Linked DNA regions of Sus scrofa: all the other regions are linked to region 1. Evidence: chromatin contacts called from public HiChIP or PLAC-seq data. All regions are on one chromosome and are shown on one strand. The core of a region is the stretch at or near the end of the contact, and the rest is flanking DNA. Distances in the headings are between cores, read along the strand shown.

What was found. HiChIP or PLAC-seq counts read pairs in DNA pulled down with a chosen protein or histone mark.
Region 2: a contact with region 1 is called in an H3K27ac HiChIP or PLAC-seq map of alveolar macrophages. The contact joins two enhancer-like sites. A contact is called at or near these places in 1 of 47 Hi-C or Micro-C datasets (skeletal muscle) and 2 of 2 datasets of contacts at active chromatin or transcription factors (alveolar macrophages and skeletal muscle).
Region 3: an H3K27ac HiChIP or PLAC-seq map of alveolar macrophages shows a contact between it and region 1. The contact joins two enhancer-like sites. A contact is called at or near these places in 2 of 2 datasets of contacts at active chromatin or transcription factors (alveolar macrophages and skeletal muscle).
Region 4: a contact with region 1 is called in an H3K27ac HiChIP or PLAC-seq map of alveolar macrophages. The contact joins two enhancer-like sites. A contact is called at or near these places in 4 of 47 Hi-C or Micro-C datasets (fetal heart ventricle, liver, mesenteric adipose tissue and 1 more) and 2 of 2 datasets of contacts at active chromatin or transcription factors (alveolar macrophages and skeletal muscle).

Annotation. Positions count from the first base shown.
Region 1 is chr2:144,553,358-144,558,933 of Sscrofa11.1, reverse strand. All of the region lies in intron 11 of ARHGAP26 (rho GTPase-activating protein 26), which reads right to left. Among named protein-coding and RNA genes, the nearest start is that of ARHGAP26, 250 kb to the right of the region's middle. Within about 2 kb of position 2,428, at least 28 of the 83 cell types and tissues checked have an H3K27ac peak or open chromatin away from gene starts, as enhancers often do. A contact at or near this core is called in alveolar macrophages and skeletal muscle, where this site is marked.
Region 2 is chr2:145,029,541-145,035,652 of Sscrofa11.1, reverse strand. No RefSeq gene overlaps it. Among named protein-coding and RNA genes, the nearest start is that of NR3C1, 100 kb to the right of the region's middle. Within about 2 kb of position 2,107, at least 5 of the 83 cell types and tissues checked have an H3K27ac peak or open chromatin away from gene starts, as enhancers often do. A contact at or near this core is called in alveolar macrophages and skeletal muscle, where this site is marked.
Region 3 is chr2:144,865,764-144,871,304 of Sscrofa11.1, reverse strand. All of the region lies in intron 3 of NR3C1 (nuclear receptor subfamily 3 group C member 1), which reads left to right. Among named protein-coding and RNA genes, the nearest start is that of NR3C1, 61 kb to the left of the region's middle. Within about 2 kb of position 2,169, at least 25 of the 83 cell types and tissues checked have an H3K27ac peak or open chromatin away from gene starts, as enhancers often do. A contact at or near this core is called in alveolar macrophages and skeletal muscle, where this site is marked.
Region 4 is chr2:144,939,239-144,945,433 of Sscrofa11.1, reverse strand. It overlaps a transcript of NR3C1 not described here. Among named protein-coding and RNA genes, the nearest start is that of NR3C1, 13 kb to the right of the region's middle. Within about 2 kb of position 1,328, at least 4 of the 83 cell types and tissues checked have an H3K27ac peak or open chromatin away from gene starts, as enhancers often do. A contact at or near this core is called in alveolar macrophages, where this site is marked.

The DNA.
Region 1 (5,576 bases), core at 1,179-3,678:
TGATTCGCCCCAGGCCAAAGGCAGTCAACGAGACTGGCTTTTAACACTTTCTATCACAACTAGGGGATGAGGCCTTTCCGTCTTGCTAGGACAGTAGGATACAGGCCTAGAGGTTCCGTGGCTGACTCTGCCATCGCAAAGGCAGAGCCTGAAAACAGGCCAAGGTGGAGCCCAGATATGCAGGGAGAGGGGCTTCTGATGGCATGTTGAAGCCTTTAACCTAAATGCGTCTGTGTCACCCCCGCTCTTCCCATGAATGAACCAACAATATCCATCCCTGTAAAGGATTGTGTTCCTATTGCTTGCAGCCAAGAGTTGTGGCAAATACAAAAAAAAAAAAAAGTTCATGAGAGAAAAGCCTAGTTAAGCTTCATAGGGCCCTCTAGAGCGAAGAACAAAGAAAAAGAAGCGGCAAAGCAGAGGCTGGAAGAAAGCGCATTCACGTCACCCCTGAGTGTGCCCTTCCTTCTACCCCACATACCCACCCGGGGCCAAGATCCACCTGCTCTAGCACTGCCGTGGATCTGGAACCTGCCCCTCTCACCCATGTCCCTTCCTACTGCCCAAGGTCAGGGTCTGCCCTCTCATTTGACCTTGACACTGGCCTTCTCCCCGCTCTTGCTGGATCCTGTCTCTGCTCTCACCCATCAGACATTTTGCTCCTGCCCGATGCATGTGTCCCCAAACCCCAGCTCCGGCTGGAGAAGAGAAGCCTTCAGGACACCGCAATGTCGGTCTTCAAAGACTCAAAGGGCTGCCACGTGGACGTGGACGAAGGGGGAGACCTGCTAGTCTGCAGGAGATCAAAGCCAGGGTGGAGTCCCAGGAAGGCAGAGTTGAGCTGGATAAAAAGAACCGCCAGCTAAGAGCTCCCCAGAGGCCGCTAAGGCAGAGACTGTCCTTCCCGCACACAGAACAAAGTCCTGTTTCGTCCAGAAAAGGGCCCAGGGCATCCGGGGGTGACACATTCAGCTTCATTTGAGGCTTCATTGTTGGGAGCCTGTCCTCTCACCTGTACCAGAGCTGGACAGATTCCAAACAAAGGGAAAGGGGCTTGGCTGAGGCAAGGGTGCCAGACGGAGGGTGCTGCGGGCCCTGGGCGCCTGGGGTATGGCCTTTGCCACTGGGCGCCTTCAGTAGGTTCCGGCACATTCCTGTTTGCTTAGGGGAGAGCAGTGCTCAGGGATAGTACTTGGTGGGAGTCCCAGGAGGTTTCAAAAGCGCTTCAGCATGTCTGAAAGCTCTCCAAGATGTCATTTCCTCTCCTTACCCCCCCGTCCCCGAGTTCCCACCTTACTTAATGGCTGCAACCTCCCTCAGACCCCCTCTCTGCTCTGCAGCCTACTTTATAGAATTTAATACTTCAGGATAGAGCTTTTCATTCTCCATGATCTCTAATTTCCACGTCAATCCCCGACGGCCGGTTCCGCGTCTCGCTTCCGCGGGGCTCCACCGGCCTCTTACACCTGCTGGGTACACACTCAGTCTGAGGAGGCGCTCCTGACTGAGGGACAGGGGGCTTCAGACCCAGGATGCCCTGCTTCTGTCCGAGCGTTCCTCCGTGGGTCAGAATCGGGTCATAATGACCCCGACGAGCAGCTCATTCTTACAGCGACACTTCCCACTTGGAGTGTTGCTGGCACTCACTGCCCTGCCGTGAGCCATCTCGAATGAAGCGGAAAGAATATTCGGGAAAAGGTGAAACAGCTCCTCCTGGAGCGTGGACAGGGTCGGTTCCCCAGACACCCAGCAAGCAGGTAGGCTGATTACTTGAACGTGTCCCCAGGCCTGGTGAATTAAGCCCAAGCACGGCGATGGCACAGTTAAAACCACTCTCTGTTGTGGCTACTCCCTGCCCCCACAGGACTTTGATTTGCCTGTTACCTAAACACTGTTGCCATAGTTATAATTCAGGAAGCTTTGTTGTTTGACTTCAAGAAAAAAAAAGTTGACCTCAAATCAGGGTAACACTGACTCTCAAGGCCACAATAGACCATCCGAGGGTGAGACCTGCCAAATTCCTTTAAGCTTCTAGAAGGAACTACTGTATTTTGGGTAACATGCAAGCAACAAGAAGAGGAAACTCTGCCACATTATGCAACTTCCTTGCATTTCATATTCAGAAATTCTGAAAACCCCTAGAAGCAACTTCCCTAGCTTTCAACCCGAGATCAGAGTCACAGCCAAGGTCAACAGAAACGGGACGCCAAAGAGGGGAATTAAAAAAAAAAAAATCTAAGTAATGTTCAAGTCCATCAAGTGTTTCAGGAAAATTTAAAGGCAATGGAAAGGACCACAAGCTCTCCCGATGTCACACGCACAGCAGTGACACAGAGGGCGTGTGCGCCGACGTGCCTGTAAGATGTGCCAGCTCATAATGCGAGGACTCTCCTGGCTGTAACACTTCCCGGCTTCAAGCTGATGTAACGTTCAAAAGGGTGTGAACCCACTAGCCCATCCGCGCAGGGTTTCCTTGGGGGAGCGGAGAGACTCCCTCCCCAGCGCTCAGACAGAAAAACGGCCATCTTCAACAGAGGAGGTCTTTCTGGGCTCCCACCCCTGCCCCCTCCACCCTCTTCCCCCCGCCCCCCCCACCTCCATGTCTTTGGAAAAAGTGACACAGCTCCATCAGCAGAAGAAGGAGCCTTGTTCTTCTGTGCTTTGGAAAACTGCAAATGAGCAATTCTTGGGTCCACTGTACGTGATGCTGAGGTAGAAGCACGTGAGGTCCTGCTGCCAGAGCAGGGCCCTGCCCGAGGGGAAGGGCAGCCAGAGAGTGAGTCACTGCACAAAAACCACCCCCTCAACGTCCAGCGCCTCCGTCCCATCCTCCGGAAGACTTCAGTGGCATTTACGCTGCTCTCATCAAGGCCCACAATGCCCCTTTGGGAGGCAAGAGGCAAGTTTATCCGACACAGGCACAGGTGACTTTTTCCTGTCTCACACGACGACGAGGTCAGAGTATGCATTTCTAGATGGACGTCTCAAAGCGGGACTCCCTGGAATGCTCGCTCTATCCTAAATCTAGGAATGAGCCTGATGCCGACCCATGCACAGGCAGCAAGGGGCCAGGGAAATATTCACTCTTGGATGTCCTCACCCCAAGCTGTTGCAACGGGATCCCCTGCTCTCTGACACAAGGGAACTCTGTATTTCCCGACAGTCTCCAAGGAACAGAAGGGGGTCTGCCAAGCAGGAGGGCAGATGCCAGCACTCTTTCGTTCGACAGAGCTTCGAAGTTCTCAGGTGGAGCCCCTCCTCGTCTCCACGCAGCGTGAAAGCCAGGAGGTTTATCAAGGCCCCACAGGATTTCCTGCACAGTGATGGGGGTCGAGGGTAAGCCTGGGGCCTTGGAAAAGGAACATTTGGTCTTTGGCTCCCCGGGGATCATGCATTCGTCTTCAGGAAGCTATACCCCGCCTCCCTCTCAGGGTCCTCACCGCTCCATCACAGGCAGTGCGTGGTCCACTTCCAACTCCTGGGGAGACGGGCAGACCGACTGGGGACTGGGATCAGGCCAGCCACAACGACAGTGACACCCTCTCCACCCAGCATTCACGTTGAAAAAACTGCCTCTTTCCTTTTTTCCCTCCTTCCCTCCTTCCTTTTTTCTTCTTAAGGCCACACCTGTAGCATAGGCAAGTCCCAGCACCAGGGGTCGAGGTGCAGCCGCAGGCCTACCCCACAGTCACATCTGCACCAGATCTGAGTCGCCTCTGCGACCTATGCCACAGCTGTGGCAACGCCAGATCCTTAACCCACGGAGCGAGGTCAGGAATCAAAGGCACATCCTCATGGACACTCTGTCAGGTTCTTAACCTGCCGAGCCACACTGGGAACTCCTGAAAAATATTCCAACATACAGGAGAAGAGAAAGAACTGACAGGGAGCGCCCTTAAATCCATCACCTCCATGCTGCAGGTGTGAACAGACTGTTCCGTTTGCCTTATAGCTCACATCTCTAGGCATCTGCCTATCACCCGCCAGTGCATCTCAGTTTGTGATAAATTCTCAAGTGAGACGCACAGTGACGTCAGGACCTCTCATCTAGAGATTTCAGTATGTGTATCATTTGCTATGGTTCAGTATTTCTTGATCAGTCTTTTCAAGGTGAGATTACCTACAAGAAAGCACAATTCTTACGTGAGGGGTGACAGGTCCACACAAGCATGTGCCCTGAACCCCCATCGAGGCAGAGACTTTTCCGTCACTTTGGACAGTTCTCTCCCAGCCTCTTTGCATCTCACCCCCAAACGCACACACGCACCCTCCACTGCATACACACTGCTGCATCCTGGTTTGTTCCCATTGGTCTCGCCTGTTCTAGAATATCCTACAAATGGCTTCGTTCTGAGCACACTCCCCATGGCTGCCCTGTCTCACTCAGCATAAAATTTTCAAGAGTCATCAGGTTACAGCCTGAATCCTTTCAGTCCTCTTTTTTTGGGGGTGGGGGGGTTTAGGGCCGCACTCGCAGCATATGGAAGTTCCCAGGCCAGAGATCAAATCAGAGCTACAGCTGCCACCTACACCACACCCAGCTCATGGCAACACCGGATCCTGAACTCACTGAGCAAGGCCAGGGATCGAATCTGCATCCTCATGGATACTAGTCAGATGCGTTTCCGCTGAGCCGCATGGGAACTCCCAACTTTGGTCCTTTTTATGGCTGAGTAATATTATTGCATTATTTGACTCTATCACTGTGTATCGATTCCCCTGGTCACAGACACCCAGGCTGCTCCCCCTTTCACTATCATAAAGAAAGCTGCTCTGAAGGTTTGTGCGTACAACTTTTTGGGGACATGTGTTTTCATCTCTCTTGTGTAAATATCTAGGACTAGAATTGCTGGATTATGGGACAGGCTGTTTTGAAAAATTTGTAATGAAATGAGAAACGGCCATGCTCTTTTCCCAAATGTTCATTTTACTCTCCCACCAAGAAGGTATGAGAGTTCTCAGTGCCCCACGCACTGGGCAACCCCTGCTGCTGTAGGTCTTCATCTGAGCCCCTCTGGGTACCCCGACGTCTCTCCCTACGGTTCTCAGCTGCATTTCCCTGATGACTAATGATGCTGGGCACTTTTTCTTGTGCCTACTGGACAACCTTAGTCTTCCTTCGCCAAGTGTCTCTTTGAGTCTTTTGCCCATTTTTTCCTTGAGTTATTCTTTTTATTACTGAGTTTTATGAGCTCTCCCTACATTCCGGACCTAAGTCCTTCATCAGAAGGATGTTTTGCAAATCTCCTCTCCCCTCTGTGGCAGGCTAATGGACTTTCTCAGCAGTGTCTTGATAAGCACACGGTTTTAATTTTAATGAAATCAACTTTCTCTTTCTTTTTTGGCAGAGCCATTGCTTTCTGTATCCTATTAAGAAACCAATGCTCCTTCCAGGTTGCTACAATCTGGCCCTGTACTTTCTTCTGGAAGCTTTATAGTTTTCGCTTTTATGGTTAAGTTTATGAGCCATCTTGAGTTAATGCCGCTAGTTCCCCTCATTTGTGCACATAATTTATAGGTGCTGCTGAGTCACAGCCCAGATTTGGAGCTCACTGGTTTAGGAACAAGTAGCCCTA
Region 2 (6,112 bases), core at 858-3,357, 480 kb before region 1:
AATATCACACTTTACTTGATCGGAAAGAATTTCCCCAGATGGTCCAGCCTGACAGTCCGCTGTTCCCAGCCAAGGTCGTGTTCCATAGCTAGCTCCACCCCACCCCACCCCACCCCCCGTTTTGGCTTCCTCAGCTGGAAGGTTCATCTTTCATGGTCATTACAACTTCCTTCATCAGTGCCATTAATTCCCAGTCTAAGAAATGTATGAATTCCTGTGATTCTGTTGGTTTCTGGGCTAAAAGATTTAACAGATCTCCAGAGTCACATGCTTCTCTGTTCCCAGGCTTCCTCTTCATAAAAATGAAATCTTAAGGAAATCCATCAGGCCAGCTTGTTCATTCTTAAGGGATGTGCCTTGAAGAAAGGCTTTGCATTATACCTCTGCTCTTGCCAGGCTGCATGAAGTCACCGAGGGCCACATACCACGCTAAATTCTCTCTCTCTTTCTCCTTCTCTCTCTCACCTCCCCACCTACTTGCATATTGTCCTCTGTTTTCAATATCATATATCATTATCATTATCATATCATCCTCTGTTTTCATTATCATATTTTGTCATCACCTTCCCTAGAAGGACATTTAAAAAATAGGCTCTGGAGCCAGGCTTCCTGGGGGGAAAAGTGACCCCACTACTTCCTTAGCTGTGTGATCCTGGTAAACTGAGTGCCCTCCCTGTGCCTAGTTCCTCATCTCTAAAAGGAGATATGAATAGCACCTACCTCATAAGGTTATTTGAGAAGTAAATGAACGGAGCACTTAAAACAGTACCTGGCCCATGGCGACCTCATATGCGATTAGTGTTGTTCTAGTCAATAGATGGCAAACTCTGGTTTTGAAAGGTCAATAACTTACACAAGGTCACGCAGGCTCTGAGGTGCAGAGCTGGCACTGGCTGATGGCAAAGCTGTAGTGATGGCAGTGCTGTGCTGCCTCCTGTTTAACACACACGGTGTACTCAGCAGGCACAGCTGAGCATGGCAGAACACTCAGAAGAGACAAACGCCCTTTGACCATCAGTTTCACTTCTAAGAATTTGACTGAAGCTTGAGCAAGTATATAAAGGCCCACGGATAAGGATGCCTATTGCGACATTATTTGAGATGGCATCAGACCAGGGTACATTTTCAGTGAATAGGAGTTCTCTCTGTGGTGTAGCAGGTTAAGCATCTGGCTTTGCCTTTGCAGGATCAATCCCCAGCCAGGGAACTTCCATAGGCCATGAGTGCAGCCAAGGGAAGAAAAAAAAAAAACTAGAATATAAAAAGGCTGTTAAAATGTAGTACAAACTAAATAAATCAGTGTTTCTCTCTGTATGATCTGTTGAGTCTGAATTTTCATGGAAAATGTCAAATTGACTTTTTAAATATCATTGGGGAACAGGCTGTGGGAACTCTTCCCAGGCTAGAGAGAGAATTGGGACTCGAGTATTCTTTTCCTCTCTCTCTCCTCCCTCTTCTTTTTTTGTTTTATTGAAGTAGAGTTGATTTACAATACCGTGTTAGTTTCAGGTGTACAGCACAGTGATTCAGTTATATATGCATGTTTGTATTATGTATTCTTTTTCGGAGTATTTTCCCCTATAGGTTATTGAAAAATATTGAGTATAGCGCCCTGTGCTATAGGTAGGTCCTTGTCGGTTATCTATTTCACATGTAATAGTGTGTATATGTCAATCCCAAACTCCTAATTTATCCCCCACTGATTCCCCTTTGTTATCTTCCTCTCCCTTGATGGCTCTCCAACTCTGAGCACCAAAGTGCCTCGCATGTCAAGGTTCGCCAGACCTAGGAGCTCAACTTTATTTCCAGAAGGAAAGAGAGTTCCTTTACGGGTGCTGGTGCCTGGCCCACCTGTGATAGGTGGGGTGAGCGGTATGCAACTGGGTCCCCTGCCTATGACCGCAGGAGACACTGCGGTTCTCCAGACTCACGCTGCCGTGTGGACCAACCATATGGAAAACGAATACCTGGATGGTCGGGCAAAGGCTTAGGCTTCTTTTTTTTTTTAATTAAAAAAAAGGTGTTATGCTGTTTAACACAGAGCACTGTGCACTTCCCTTTGCATGTGTAGACACAACCCTGCTTGAATCTGTATTAAAAAATAGAATTGGCAATGGCTTTTGCTCCCCCTGAGCTTGCCAAAAAGGTTGGAAGTGAGCATGCTTCTTCCTGCCTCTCTTGGCTGTGTTCCCTCTTAGAAGCTGGTGGAGACAGGATCCTTCTCTTCCATAACTTTCCCTTGAGCGGTAAGTGGGCTAAGGGGTGGGGTCCAGGAGAAGCACCCCCACCTTCCATAATCAAGGAGGTGCTGATGTAGAAAGATCAGGTGCTGGCAACAAAACTGAGGAGCTTCTGATGAAGTTCCCATGCTGTTTAATCCTTAATCATCCCTCCTGGCATACTTCCCATTGCTACTGCTTGCTTAAAATTGGAAAGGACTAATTGCCTCAATCTGTATTTTCTATAAAGCCAAGCTCAATGCAAAACCCACAGGGACTCCTTGCATGATCACCGTGACCTAATAGGCTATTTTATTTGCTTCCAAGAAGCTTCTTCCATCTTCCTCTTACATTCTAAAATTTTCTTAGTCCCAAGTGACAGTCAGCGATATGGGAGATATCGAAATGCTTCCTGCAGAGAAACAAGATGTTAGTTGAATTCCATACCCATCTCTCCAAATGGGTTTAATTATCAATGCGGTTTGCTGCCATGAACGTGAGTCTTTATGGAAATTACCTTAACTATTTTGTTTTTCCTAAAGACTATTCTGGAGATGAAAATAATCATTAAGCCTCACAGCTTCTACACCAAAAAATGTCAGATTGTTTCAGCTAATTAAAATTGAAATTTGAGGGCTCTTGTGATCTCAAATATGTCATTCAAATGTAGGCTTTCTCAGGAGAAAAAGTTTGTTGCACACTTCAGGAATGAAATTACAAGATCCACCCAAGTTATTGCATAAACTTTTGGTTTCTACACAAAGGCTAATCCTGTGCACATGCAGAGAAGCCCAGCCCCAGGTGCTGTCCCTTCTTTGCCAGAGAGACAGCTATCTCTCCTCCTAATGCTTGAATTCTGCCTTTTGTGAAAATTACCTTAAACCCACTAATAGCCACAGGAGGAAAATATAATCAATCCCTAATAACTTGCAGTCAATTTGTTTGTTAAATCTTTCCCTCTCTTGGAACTCAGAGTGTTTTCCTCCCCATTGCTTTCCTTTCGTAGATATGGCTAGAGGAAGATGCATAGGCAAAATGAGTACATATTATTTAGAAAAGAATTTAATTTCTTACCTCCTAATAAGAGATGTGGTAGGACACAACTGCTTGAAGGGAAGAAGGAAGGAAAAGGTTGGGCTGAATGTGGAGAGACAGAAACAGGAGACAGAAGAAAAGGCATGGAGAACCTTAGCCACAGTGGCATTGGGCCAGGATGGAAATGCTTACCAGGGGAGGGATATAGGTAAGGTGTGAGCACAGAATAAGAGAAACACGCCAATTTCTACAGAAGGCATTCGCATCTCTGGTTACCTGTGCACACCAGCTCTGTAAGAGTAACACATTCCGAAAATAATATTTAGACTTGGAGTCTCACTTTTTATGCATGGAGGTGAATTCTAAGAAATCAGAGCCAGTTTCCAGTCCTGAAAGCATTCCAAAGCGATCCTGTTAACAGTCCAGCTCCAACCAGGTAGCCATCCCTGAGCCAAATAACTAAGAATGCAAGCATGGGGGCGTGGGGCTTCTTCGAGCCCTGAAGAGATGTTCTCACAGAAGGGTTTGAGGCATTCTGTGACTTGTGTGACCTCAGGGAAAGTAACTTTACCTGCGGGAGCCTCTGCTTATCAGTAAAATAGATCATACCTCCTCCTGTAAGGATCACTGCTCTATAAACCTTAAACTGCTAGTCAAGGATGTTGGGACCTGTTGACAGTAAGTTTGGGATAAATCACGAGTGTTTATTAGGCTGCCAGAAGAGCAAGCTTGATCTTGGATCTTAATAATGTAAGTATTTACATTAAGATGAGAGTGGTGACAACCTTCTTCTATTGGATAAAAATCTGATCTCACTAAAAGAGATACTGGCAAACTGAATCAGGATATGGTGGAATTTAATAATACTTCTTTACAGCGTAAGATCATATCATTCAGAAAGGCTTAAATAAAAAAAAAATCCAGGGAGTTCCCATTGTAGCTCAGTAGGTTCCAAAGCCAACTAGTATCCATGAAGATGTGGGTTCAATCTCTGCCTCATTCAGTGGGTTAAGGATCCGACATTGCCATGAGCTGTGGTGTAGGTCTCAGGCGTGGCTTGGATCTCACACTGCTGTGACTGTGGCATAGGCCAGCAGCTACAGCTCTGATTTGACTCCTAGCCTGGGAACTTTCGTATGCTGCAGGTGTTGCCCTATAAAGCAAAGGGGGATAAAAACTCCAATCTACAGGGTCTTAAACAGGTAGAAAAGTATTATTTATTTTTACATAGCAAAGTGTCTACAGACAAGTTGTTTCTGACATTGGGTCATTGACGCAATGATGTTAAGGCTGGTGTCGCTATGATTTGCTTGACCTTTCCTCGTGATTACAAGAGGGCTGTCAGAGCTCCAGACATCTCATCCATGTTAAAAGCAGGAAAAGGGGAAAAACAAGGCTACTAGTTTGATCTGTCTATGCTAGTCAGAAAAGCAAATTTTTCTCTGAGAAAACTCTAAGAAGATGTTTGCTTATATGTCATTCATTAGAGCTATGTTTCATGGTCACCTTAATGCAAGAGAAACTGAGCAGGTTTTGAGTAGAAGGTGTCAAGGAAGAGTGAGATCTATGATAGCTATATCTCAGCTAAACACTGCTATCTGCCACAATTGCTATTATTTCCTTTTCCTTTTTTTGAAAAAAAAAGAAATATTTTAGGAATATGTAAAAGATAGAATCTGATTGGTCTAGTTTAGTCAGATATCCACCCCACTCCATCAGCTCTGGCTAAGACACAAACACAATCACAAAAAGTTCAGTACTATAAAAAATGTTTGTAATGTGCACCCAAGCATGCATACCCAGCTTTAAAAAAAAAAATTGCAAATTCACTTAAAGCTTCCCTTGCACTTCCTTACCATGACCCCATAACCAACCACTACCCTGAATTTGAGATCAATTATTCTCACACGTATTTTCACTCATATTCCTGCCTGGGCTGTTTTTAAATTTGTGCAAATACTGTAACATAGCCCTCTTTGGTTTGTTTTCTTAGCAAATCATGGCTTTGAGAATTATTCATGCTCACACATGTGGTCTAGTTCATTCCTTTTCACTCCTGCATAGTAAGTGTTACTTTGGTGAGTACAGCACAGTTGGTTTAGCCATTCATTTATTGATAGACATTTAGATTATTTATAGTTCTTTGCTACTGGAACATTGCTACAGTGAATTTCTAGTACATGGTGCTTTCTGCATATACCCAGAGATGGAATTGCTTGGTCAAAGTTCTCTGCAATTTTAATTGTACAAAATATTGCCGAAGGACCTTCCAAACTGGTGTATCAGTTGGCCATCCAACACAGGGTATTATTGTTTTAATTGCTCCACATTCTCACCAACCCTTGGTATTGTCAGAATTGTCAGAGTATGCCAATCTCATGAGTGTGGCATGGTGTGTTGTCTCTTTAATTTCCCCAGTTACTAGTAAGACTGAGCATTATGTAAGATGTTTACTAGCCCTTTGGCTTTCCTCTTCCTTGAATTTCCTGCAAGTATCATTTGCCCATTTCCCCATGGCTTTGTTATCTTTTCTTCGTCATTCATATCTTTCTATGTCTGATTCCCCCAAACAGACTGAGCATCTCTAGTTGAGTCCTCGATTCCATCATTCATTCTATTAATACTCACTGAATACCTAGCGTGTGCCACACCTTGTGGAAGCATGGGAGATACAAATCCTTGCCCTGGAGGCTTGTTGTCTTTGCAGTCTTCATTCTGGCACATAAAGAGGTTTGTCGAATGACCAAAACACCAATAAACACAATTCTAAGGAATCTGGGAGCCAGCTGCTGCAGTCTTTGTGTGGACAAGTCCTCAAGCTTACTCTTTATTGCTTTAAAGGGAAAAAGTAAGCATAG
Region 3 (5,541 bases), core at 920-3,419, 310 kb before region 1:
TATACGACTTTTTCTTAAAACGTTAAGTGATGAACAGCAGCCGAACAGTGCCTCACATTTAAAACTAGATATAAAACGGGCATCTATAGTGTTAACCCCCAAATAAATAGCTAGGATTTTTTTTAAGATGAGGGATTTGTATAAAAGTGTTTGCTGGGTTTTCTCTGACAAAACTGTGATGGCTTTTCTCCCCCCTAATTTAAACTTTCCAGTGTTTTGCAAATTTTTCACTGAATAGCATGTTTCTAATTTGAAAAGTATCTTCCACTTTAGCTCTATTTGGCAAATTACTTTTTATTTTATGTAGTTGTGTATTTCTAAATGTAGCAGTAATCTTGAGGACTGTGGATCAGACGTAAAGAGAAGAACCAGGAAAAAGCAGTTTCGGGCTTTTTCTGGACACAGTGACAAGTCCCCTCGGCGCGGGGCTCAGAGGTGTCCCGAGCTGGTGGTTTTCCTTTTCTCCATGAATGGGAAGTGAGGCACGTCCACACCTAGAACCACCCTGGCAGGAGACGCGCTCCTGCACATGTGGACTGGTTGATGCCAGCAGGGCGGGAGGCAGTTTGCTTTCTCTTCCCAGTGGGACCCTCCGTCCCACAATAGGGTCTGGTAAGTGACCATTTCACCCACCCACGGCTGTGGCACGAAAAGTGTGAGCCCTCCGGTTCTCTGTCGAATCCGTTTCTCTTAACCACTATTTCTTAGTCTTTCCAGGCTTATGCCACATTTCAGAAATAACAGGAAAGTTTTCCTTTATATGACCTCTTTGGGGCACTATGAGAAGAACTAAAATCTCAAACAGGATGTGCTCAGATGCTATTATCGCCCTTTGCCCCCTTTTGGGGGAAGGGAGGCGCGCTTCCTTCTTAGGCGAGACAGACTTTTGCCAGCCACTTGCATTGTAATTTTGAAAGAGTCTGTCTTCCGCTCAGTACTCCTAATTCTTATGGCGCAGTTGTTACAATCTAGTCTGTAGTCCTTATAGAAAGTGATGGATAAGTAAAAAACCAAAATTAGCACTCTTAAAGGAAGCCTGGTACAGCTAAGCTCAGGTATTGACTGTCTGCCTAATAGGTAACAATCTACATTGCTGTGAATTGTTTTACTATCGTAAAAACATGCCAGCTTTCTGTATTCATCTGGGAGAACCATTTATTGGCAATGAAACATATTTATGCTAGAAATTAATGACTAGTCCTTAAAGTAACAATTTTGTGATTCATATTTTGGCCAGTGGCAGATGTTTTCTGCTCTGTTTTAAACTGTGGGTGAAAATTTTGTCAAAGTTACTGTTTTATTCATTCCTTTTCTTCGGCTGCCCACCCCCATCAAAACCTTGCAGTTTTATGTAGCTGTGTAGGCTCACCTCGGATATTGCAGGTTCATTTCCGGACCACAGCAATAAAGTGAGTCACACGAATTTTTTGGTTTCCCAGTGAGATGAAGGTTCTGTTTACACTATACTGTAATCTGTTAAATGTGTGGTAGCATTATGTCTTTAAAAATGCCTACCTTAATTTCAAAATACCTTACTGCGAGGAGTTCTCTTGCGCTGCAGTGGGTTAGGAATCCTCTGACGTCACTGCCGCAGCTTGGGTCGGGGCTCTGGCATGGGTTTGATCCCTGGCCTGGCAACTTCCACATGCTAAGGGTGTGGCCAAATAATAAACGAAATACCTTGTTGCTAAAAGCAAATGCTAACTGTCACCTGAGCCTTCACTGAGTTTTGGTGGTAACATGCAAGATGACTCACTGATGGCAGATCACCACAGCAAATAGGATCAAGTTTGAAAGAGTGTGAGGGTTACCAAAATGTGACACAGACGTGAAGCGAGCAGATGCTGTCAGAAGAAACGGCACCGAGAGATTTGCTGACGCAGGGTTGCCACAAGGCTTCCACGTGTAAAAAGCACCGTGTCTGCACAACGCAACAGTGCAAAGCACAGTAAAACGAGGGGTGCCTGTGTTTGTTGAACTGTTGAGTTACTAAGTTTTTTTTGAAGTGATGATTTTTGTTGACAGTAACAAGTCTAAAAAATACTTTGACACTTCAAATTGAGGGCTTTATCTTCAAAAGCTCCAGTTCTCTTCAGAGCTGTCGCTGGACGAGAATGTCAGATCTGCACTGGTATTCAGCAGGTTTCTGTTTCCTGCACACAGAACTAACTGCTTACATAAGAACTCATTTTTAAAACACTCGAATGGCTGACTCTTCAGTGTTGCTCTCTTAAGGAAAGGATTTGGTTTAGTTACAAGTTTTGTAATAATTCTGTGAAGATATAAACTTTGATAGAATGTTTAAAATTAGTTTGTGAGAATAGTGTTGGTTTTGTTTTTAAATCTTCTGCAGATTATTTCAGAAAAAATTACTATTATTTGATCATAATTACATATCAAATTCAAAGCTTGCAGGCTGCAAGTTTCCTACTACCGTAGTTACCATTTGTCTGTTCTCAAAAAAGTGCTGGCGATGGTGCCCTTGAAATTTTTACACTCCAAGGAATATCCTCAACACTTTTAAGGCACAAATCATGTTACAACTTTTGCTTTCATAGTTTCTTTCCTGTCTCAACATGGCCTCTGAAATGCTAGCAGACACCAGTTTAGAAGAGAGAGAAGTTAATTTTCTAATAAATATGCTAAATTGAACTGCAGTAATCTATACTTATATGGACCATGAAAAAATAAACCAGGAGTTCCCCTTGAGGCCCAGCAATAATGAACCCAGCTAGCATCCGTGAGGACTTGGGTTCCATCCGTGGCCTCGCTCAATGGGTTGAAGATCCGGCATTGCCGTGAGCTGGGGTGTAGGTCGCAGACGCAGCTTAGATCTGGCATTGCTGTGGCTGTGGTGTAGGCCAGTGGCTACAGCTCCAATTTGACCTCTAGCCTGGGAACTTACATATGCCATGGTTGTGGCCCTAAAAAGACAAAAAATAAAATAAACCAAAGCTTGCTTGTTTTTCATTGCTAAATTTAGCAAATGTGAAACGACATGATGGCTTATGTTGCTTACTGTAATTTATGTAATTTTATTAAGAAAATGTGTACACAGACAAGCACTGAAGTCACAGTCCATATACATTATATATAGTGCCGCAGTACTTGATATTTTCAGGATGTTTTGACTGATATTTAGTTATATAATTCACCAAAAGATCTTACTAAAGTAAGGAAAATGTTGACTTCTAGAACACCTCACATGCGTTTTTTAAATATAGTCAGACTTTTTTAATCTCTATCTGCTAAATAGATAATCAGAGACTATTGGTGAAAAGTACTAATTCTAGCTCTCTGATAACTGTATGTTGCTTTGGGCATCGCCTGACCTTAGCCTTAGTTTCCATGAAATACGAGCTCTAACCTCATGTCTGTAAACATCCTTTTATCACTACAATATTGCACTAATTTAAACCACCATACATTTCGGTACCCAGGAATTTATTATTGGTTATGTGCTAAAAATTCAAAAAGCTGTAGACTTCTAAAATAAATTTAAAATACATTTGAATAAACTTTTAAACTTGAATCTCGATTCAGATTGAGACTTTTCCTCTCAGAAGAATCAAGTGTCATGGGACTAGTTCTCTAACGAGGTAAGTTTTAATTTCTGAGTTCTGAGTTTTAATTTATGCATCTATAAAATGAGACTGGTAATAATCTTTCAGATACTGATGAGGAATTACAGAGTAGATCAGGTGTCTAGCACGTAAGAAGTGCTAGATGGTAGCTGTTACTGTATAGTCCAGTTGAGTGTATAATTATGCCACCTTAGTGCCTTTAAATTAAATAACCACAATTTTTTTTGGCTTGATCAGTCTTGTCAACATTAGCTGACAGGTTCATTGATACCCATGAGTTTTTCTTAGTCAAGACACCTAAGTTTTCCATCTACAAAACTGGTAGTGTGGCTAGACAGCGCCTTTCTAGTCACACTGAATAGTATTAAGTTTATTTTACTTACATTAAGTGATACGCATTTTACAAAATAACACCGAAGTTATTCATATCATTATATAGCCCCAACTGGATACTCTGGTAGAGCAGTATTATTTCAGAAAAAATTAAATACATTTCAGAAAATTCGAAGGTCTGGTATGTTAGGCATAAATGTGTCAGAGCTCCTCTGAGGGTAAAAGGGGTGAATACTGACACCCCGTTTCTGTTTTTGTAGTTGTGATGCATGGCCTCCGTGTTATTCACCATTTAATGGCGAGTGTGGCATTATCCTCCTGTAGAAGGTGAATATGCCAATTTAAGAGTTAAGTCCGTATAACAAGATCTGAAGGCAAACTGGAAGTGACCTGGATCCTTGGATAGCTTCTCATCTTAGATAATCTCTACTGCATTGTGATGCCGAGGATAGCCAGGAAGGAGGAAAGCCGGAAATTATTTTTGATGTTTAACTTCACCTCCAGCCTCGCTACTTGATGAGTCCCACAGTCTTCTAAGAACGTTATCCAGCTGAACGGATAACGCCCTGCGGGTCCCTGCCAGGCAGTGTCGTCACGTGGGTGAGGGACGTGCACAAGTTTGAAGTCAGTGCAGAATTCAAATCCAGATTGTGCAGATGCGACTTTGGGCAAAACACATGGCTTAATTTCGATATTCTCATCTGTAAAATGGTCTAATAGTGATTGTTTGAGATCATGTGTTTATTAACGTGCCACGCCGTGGAGCTTGGCTTGTAGTCTGTGTCCAGTGTGACTACTGCTGTGATGGGAGTCTGGTTTCACCTCCTGAAAACCTCGTTGGTCTTAAACTTTTCCCCTTAGTGCCTGCATTGCAGGTGTCCCTAGAAGAGGAGGGAAATCAGGATTCTGTGACTTCTCCATCATTCTAAAGACTACTTCCTTATTCCTTTCTTTGTTCCTCTTCCCAGGACAAGTTTACTGATGTTTTCACTATATAGTAAGCACTTTAAATTGTTCCTTTGAATTGCTTCAGTGGATATTTAGGAACCAGGGTGTCAGGTTGCGAGCGTCATCATCAAAGCCTGAGGAAATGCATACAGCATATGAAATGCATAGAGCAAAAGCTCATTTGATAGACTGGCTTGATAGAGGAACTACGGAAGTTTTCATACTAATTTTAAGAATCTAACAACTGAAGTATCAACTCTTGGCTTCTGACAGAGGGAAGAAGGGGAGTATGTGGCTTTAGACCTACTGAGGTTTGTCCAGGTTGGTTCCGAAGGTTTTGTTCCTTCCTTTTTACTAATATAAATATGAATATAGACCCAGCTGTTCTGCATTGGATTTTACGAACACATCAGTAGGAATTTCGAAATCACTCTAGTTGTACAGTGTGAGATGTTAATTTGACTAAAATTTCATTAGTTTGCCTAAATTTTCAAATGATCCACAAATGCCAAAGACTGTCACACAATCTTAGGGCAGTCATTTTAGCTATTTGACCTGCTCTGGCAACCCTTATTTGGGCAAAAAAAAAAAAAAATCTCCTTTTGCCGATCATGTTTGAAAGCAGGCACAGGGAATTCGCTACCGTTTGCTGTATATCACTGAAACACCAAACCTC
Region 4 (6,195 bases), core at 79-2,578, 390 kb before region 1:
CTAAATGCGTTCTTTCTCGTTCTGCCCAAGTCCAAGCCAGTTTCTCCCTCTCAGCATGAGCTTTATCTCCTCCTGGAGGCTCGGATTGTATCTATAACTGACCCTCCTTGACACCAGCTCATCCTTTCAGTGTCAGCCTGGCTCCCCCAGAACGCTCCCTGACCCCTGACCTTACCCTCGGACCTCCTTAAGCTCCTGCCACTCCCTGTACACAGCGTGCTTGTTGGATGTGCTGTGACCGCACCATCTGTTTGGGCTTCTGACTCTTCACTGGGAGAGTTGAGGGTCAGAGGCTTGTCTTATTTATCTGCATCCTCCGTGCCTCACCTATAGGCCCCACCCTAGGAGCCCAGTTCACATGGACTGTCGAGTAAAAGCTTTGTAGCTGGAGTTAAGGAGAAGGACAGAGTTACTTCTGTGTGGGTTGAAACAGATGAGGCGTGAAAGGCCAGGGATCTGAGAAGACAAAGACCGTTGAAAACAGAGCAAGAAACTTACCCAAGAGCATGTAACTGGGGGTGGGGGGATGCAAAGAAGGGAGCCCTACAGCCAAAGCCAAGCGGCGGTCCCCTGTCCCCCTGCTCAGAGCTTTGTCCACCGTGTTATAGAAACGTCGATAGTGAGGCGCAGGGGTTTTGATGACACCGATGTAGGTAAACAAACGAATTTGTAGGTTGACACGCGGCCAGCCATAAATTCATAAAAGGTAAATATTGACACTGGAAGATTATATATCACTATGTTTACTGTGTAGAGGACTCGGCTAGGAGTTAGGAAAGCGTGCATGTTCATTTTAGTTCCTTGGAAAAGCAGTGAGACTCCAATCAAATCATTCCATTTCTCCGTGCTTTTATTTCTTTTGGCGGTGGAATTCTGCTGGTTAAAGAGCATGTGATCGACTTCTCTGCTTTTAAATGTCTCTTTCTGTGAGCATGCTCAGCTGGAGGTGGAAAAATCGGCAGTCCTCTTGGGTTTCATAAGGATAAAATCCCACTGCGGTCTGTAACTTGTGTGCTTATAGAATTACAGAACCCCAAAGCTTTGAGGAGACTGATAAATCACCTCGTGCAAATTTCCTGCTGGTGCCTGAATTTCTTTTACAGAATCCCCAGCAGGTGCTCGAGGAGTCTTATTCCACAATCCATGATGTAAGGAGAACGCTGGTTCAGTCTGAAGGAAGCTAGTGTAGCCCATGCCTCTGTGGGGTGTGGGTGTGTGGGTGTGTGTGTGTGTATGTTCTTTCTGATGGGTGTACGGCTGCATGTTCGCCTCACTTTCTGCCGGGGTTATGACTTAGTGGTTTCTTACACTGTCAGTCATGAGTACAGGGCTTAATGACGACATCACGTAACATAACCGCACTTATGAATGTCAGAGACTCTTCTAAACCTTTACATAGGACAGCTTGTTTAATTTGTGTGAGAACCTTTTGAAGCAAATGCTATTATTGTTTTTTTCAGATAAGAAACCAAGATTCAGAGAGGTTAACTAACTTGCCTAAAGACACATCCCTCCTAAGAGGTAGAGTCTCCCGTTTACTTCAAACAGCGCTGGAGCTATTAATAACCCAATCAGTGTTTACTGAATCCAGCTAATGCTATTCCCATTTGCCACCAGGCCCTACTCCCCTGCTACAGATGAAAGGGTAAAGCTTACATATGCAAAACAGTGCCAACATTGGTATAAGTTTTGGAGATTTAATTCAACTGAGGGATTGGTTTTTTCATATTATTGGAGGTTTTCCTTCAACTATCAAGTTTGAGTTTCAAAAACACGAATATCATAAAATATAAAAATATTTTAATATATACTTCACTAGGTCATATTTACAGATATTGTATTAAGTTAATGTATTGTCAAGTCTGCTATAAACAAAATAAACACAAAATATAAGACTGGATCAGGAGTTCCCGTCGTGGCTCAGTGGTTAACGAATCTGACTGGGAACCATGAGGTTGCGGGTTTGATCCCCGCCTCGCTCAGTGGGTTAAGGACCTGGCTTTGCCGTGAGCTGTGGTGTAGGTTGCAGACACGGCTCAGATCCCTTGTTGCTGTGGTGGTGGCAAGGGGGCAACAGCTCCAATTAGACCCCTAGTGGCTGTAGAAAAAGACAAAAAAAAAAAAAAAAAAGAGAGAGAGAGAGAGAGAAAATAAATAAATAAATAAAATACTGGATCAATATGGAAGGTAGAGTAATAATTTAGGCTTTCCTAAAGAGAAACTCGATAAGATATTTCTTTTGGAAGATTACCAGGCTTTATATTTTCCTTTAAAGCACAACCTAAAATCAAGAACTCATTTCTACATTCATTTAAAAACTGGAAATCTGAGGCAGATGTAGCCAGCGTGAGTGAATTAACTGAAGGCTGATGTTCTCACTTACGGACATGTATTTTATATAAAGGAGTTTGACCGTCTCACCTAGTTAATCATTAACGGGAGGAAACTCTAGCCAACTCACGAAGCAGGTAAAGTTTATTTTTAGGTGTTCAGCTGGCTTCTCTCTCCGGCTTCTGCTTCTCCTTGGGGGTCACCCTGGATGCCTAGTAACCTCAGCCTGACTCTCTCTTCCAGAAGGAGCAGTGTCCTGTGGTTTAGACCTTTCTTCTTACGTCAGGACCCTTTCAGATGCAAGAGTTAAAGCACTAACGCCGCTTGGCTGGAGGAAAAGAAAAAGAATTTGCCCAGTCGGAGGATCTAGACATGCAGATGATATATTTGGGCATCTCTCTAGATCTAGATCCTTCTTTCTATAAAGGTTCTAAGTGGTAGAACACAGCTGTTCCAAGCTGGCATTTTGCCAGTCTAGCTACTCCTGCTGAAAAAGGGGCAAATATCTGAATATTCCCTGAAGGCCTAGATTGAAAGCTCATTGGTACCTGCCGTGTACCCACACCCATTTCGGAACTAAGGCTGAGCCTGCCCCATCTCTAGAGTTGGGATGGGGTTAATCCCTCCATAAATAGATGGAAGAGTTGGGAAGAGGATAGTTTTCCAAAGGGAAATTGAGGCTCCAGTACCACCTGCGTGGCTGGCACCAACAATATCTGCCCCCATCTGGGCATCAAAGAAGACATACCAGATACTCTCATAGGATGGAGATGGATCAGCACAAGCACTGATCCCTTGCCAGTACTCTTCCCAGTTGATATGCAAACCAATCCTCTTGAATTCATAATACAGTTAATGTAAGGATGGAGTCAGTCAAACTGGATCCGTAAGCGAGACATGAGGGCTCTTCAGGTAGCCTGTTCTACATGGCCATCCGTGACTCCTGCTCTAATGGAATTTTTCGAGAATGCCTCGAGGAAGATGTAAGGAGAAAATGAGTTGGTAATGGACAAGCAGTTTTTTAAATAAGCCCACTAATGGGGCACATTGGGTGCTTACCGACTGGTATGAATTCCATTCGCCTGAGCAATTCTAGTTCTATACTACAGAAATAGAATTGTTCCTTTTCACACTGGTGTATCAAGATGTAGGTACAAAGATATTCATCGCAGTGTGGCTTGCAAGTGTGAAAAATTGGAAACAACTTAAATATTCACCAATAAGGGGAAGGTTAAATAAATTATGATATAGCCAAATAATAGAAAACTATGCTGGTATTACCTGAACATATTGACACAGAAAGATGTCCAAAAACATTTAACAAATAAAGTTGAAAAAAAATGTGTAGTAAAATCCCACTTTTTAAAGAAACAAGATGCGTGTGCATGCATAGACAGAAAGGGTCTGGAAGAATGCACACAACTTGTTAAAATTGTTCCTCCCACAAAATAGGATCAAGTGAAGGAGACTTTTTACTTTTTAAAATATGCATTTCTGCCTTCTGTATGTTTGGATTTTTACAAATGAGTATGTATTTTAGCTTATATTATTTTAAAGTGTTTTTAAAGATGGAAGTAATATCTAAAATCATGTATCATTCTTTTAATGCCTTCCACCCAAAAACAGTCCTTTTTCTTGGGCTCCCCCAGTCTTCCCTCTGGAAAATCTTTCCCCACTGCTCACATTTGCAACTCACACCCTCACTTCTCACTGCACTCCTTTTGTCCTAAAGAGTGACCCAGCCAAGACTTACAGCCTTATTAGGCATTATTTCTAATAAAAAAGACCGGCTTGTAAGGCATATGTGGAATGTGGTAACAGAATAGCCACTTGATAACCTTTTGCTTCTTTTTTTACCCCCCTCACAATTTATGCCCTCACTAATGCCAGAGAGGACTCAACCTCTTTGTAATAAAATTAAATTTAGATAGATGGATAGGTAGGTAGGTAGAAAGATAGATAGATGATAGATAGACAGACAGATAGATGTGGAATAAAATTGAGCAATCTGAAACAGTTCAAGGGGGCTCTTCTGGGCGTATGAACAGAAACACATGTGGTGAAATCATAGAGAGATAAAATAGGAAATGAATATCAGGACCAAGGAAAGAGGAATAAAAATATGCTGGACATCATTCAATAACTATTTGCTGATGGTAATTATAGGGATGGAAAACCCATCAGGCCTATGGAGCTAAAATTAATCAGCAAGTATTCATGGAGTGCCTCCTGCTTCTATTACTGGTTCTGGCTTCCTGCCTGCCCAGTGCCCGGTCTGGAGATGTCTGTGTGACAGTCAGCTTGTCAAGACCGAAGGAGCAAAATAAGCAGACAGAGGCTCGTAGTAACTTCTATACCCCATCGTGGTCACTGGAGTCACTGGCCAGCATGACAAGTTTCTTTTGGGAAAGACTATGAATCAGTCTAAAAGTTGTAAACATCACTACATCAACTGAAAGGGCTCCAATTAATTAGCGGTACTGCTTCTGCAAAGCAATAGTCAATTCATTGGTGCACTAGTTGAAATTTTTTTTTTTTTTTTTGCTTTTTAGGGCTGCACTTGCAGCCTATGGAAATTCCCAGGCTAGGGGTCAAATCTGAGCTGTAACCGCCAACCTGTGCCACAGACACGCCAGATCCAAGCCACGTCTATGACCTACACCATAGCTCATGGCAACGCCGGATCCTTAACCCACTGAGTGAGGCCGGGGGTTGAACCTGCATCTTCATAGATACTTCCTGAAATTTCCTAAATACAAATCTTTATTTGTTTCCTAAGTCAGGGAGGGGAATCAGTAAGACGTGTAACAACTGTACTTAATTTCCAGGGCTGTTTCCATTGCAGACAAACATTTTAGGTCATGACTAATTCCCTTATTATGTAAAACATGATGTTTGTGTCACTATTAATATTTTGATAAATCGCTCTTGTAGGGGACATCTGTTGTTTTCTACACGGCCTTTTCTCCTACTTTAATTTAAAAGCTCAATTTCGGACGGGAGCATCTCTCCTCTCCCTGTCTTGCTCTCTCTCATTTCTGCTCCACTCTTAGACATCAGTGGTAGGCACCTGACCTAGACCTTGCCAAGCAGAGTGTATATCTCCTATATCTCCTGGTCATACTCAAGGATGCAGGGAAGAGCCTGTAACTCAACTAGACCCACGAAGCTCCTTCCAGAAACATACACTCAAACTTCCAGAGAAGAAGAACTTTCTGTCCACCGAGGTTACTAAGCTGGCAGAGTGTTTTAAATCCAGGGACTGTGGGCCACTAGGAGGAGATAACCTTCCCAGGAATAAAGCCAAAACAGAGGACAGGAAAGCTAAGAGACAGAGGCCAAGTCCTTTTGATATCATTTGAGCCCCTGGCTCCAACCATGCCTAAAACGAAATCTCCTCCTGACTTTTAAGTAAATCAGTACATTTTCTTTTTTGCTTTAATAGTTGAGTTTCTTTTAAATCCACCAACAAATGTCCTGATAAAATAGTAAAGGCAAGCTTTCTTTGTGTTGTTTCCATGAGAAATCGCCAAGTAACTTGGAGGAGACCCTTCATAATTCAAATGGCTCATGCCCACCTCCTAGAAATGCTCCCTGACCAGCGTTTCCAAACCCACACCTCCCTCCCTCTCTCTGAGCACCCAGGTGACTTCTTCATGGGTAGGCAGGGCACATTTCCACAAGTCTGCCCGACCTGATGATGACTTGTTACTGTACCTGTTTCCACTGTCTCCAGATCTCAGATTATATCTTACTCATTTTTACATATCCCTGCAGCCTTACACTGGGGCCTAACATGTGCTCCTTGCTATTTTGTCAAGAAAGGAATGAATGGGAGAGAAAATTACTTGGAGAAGTCCCTTC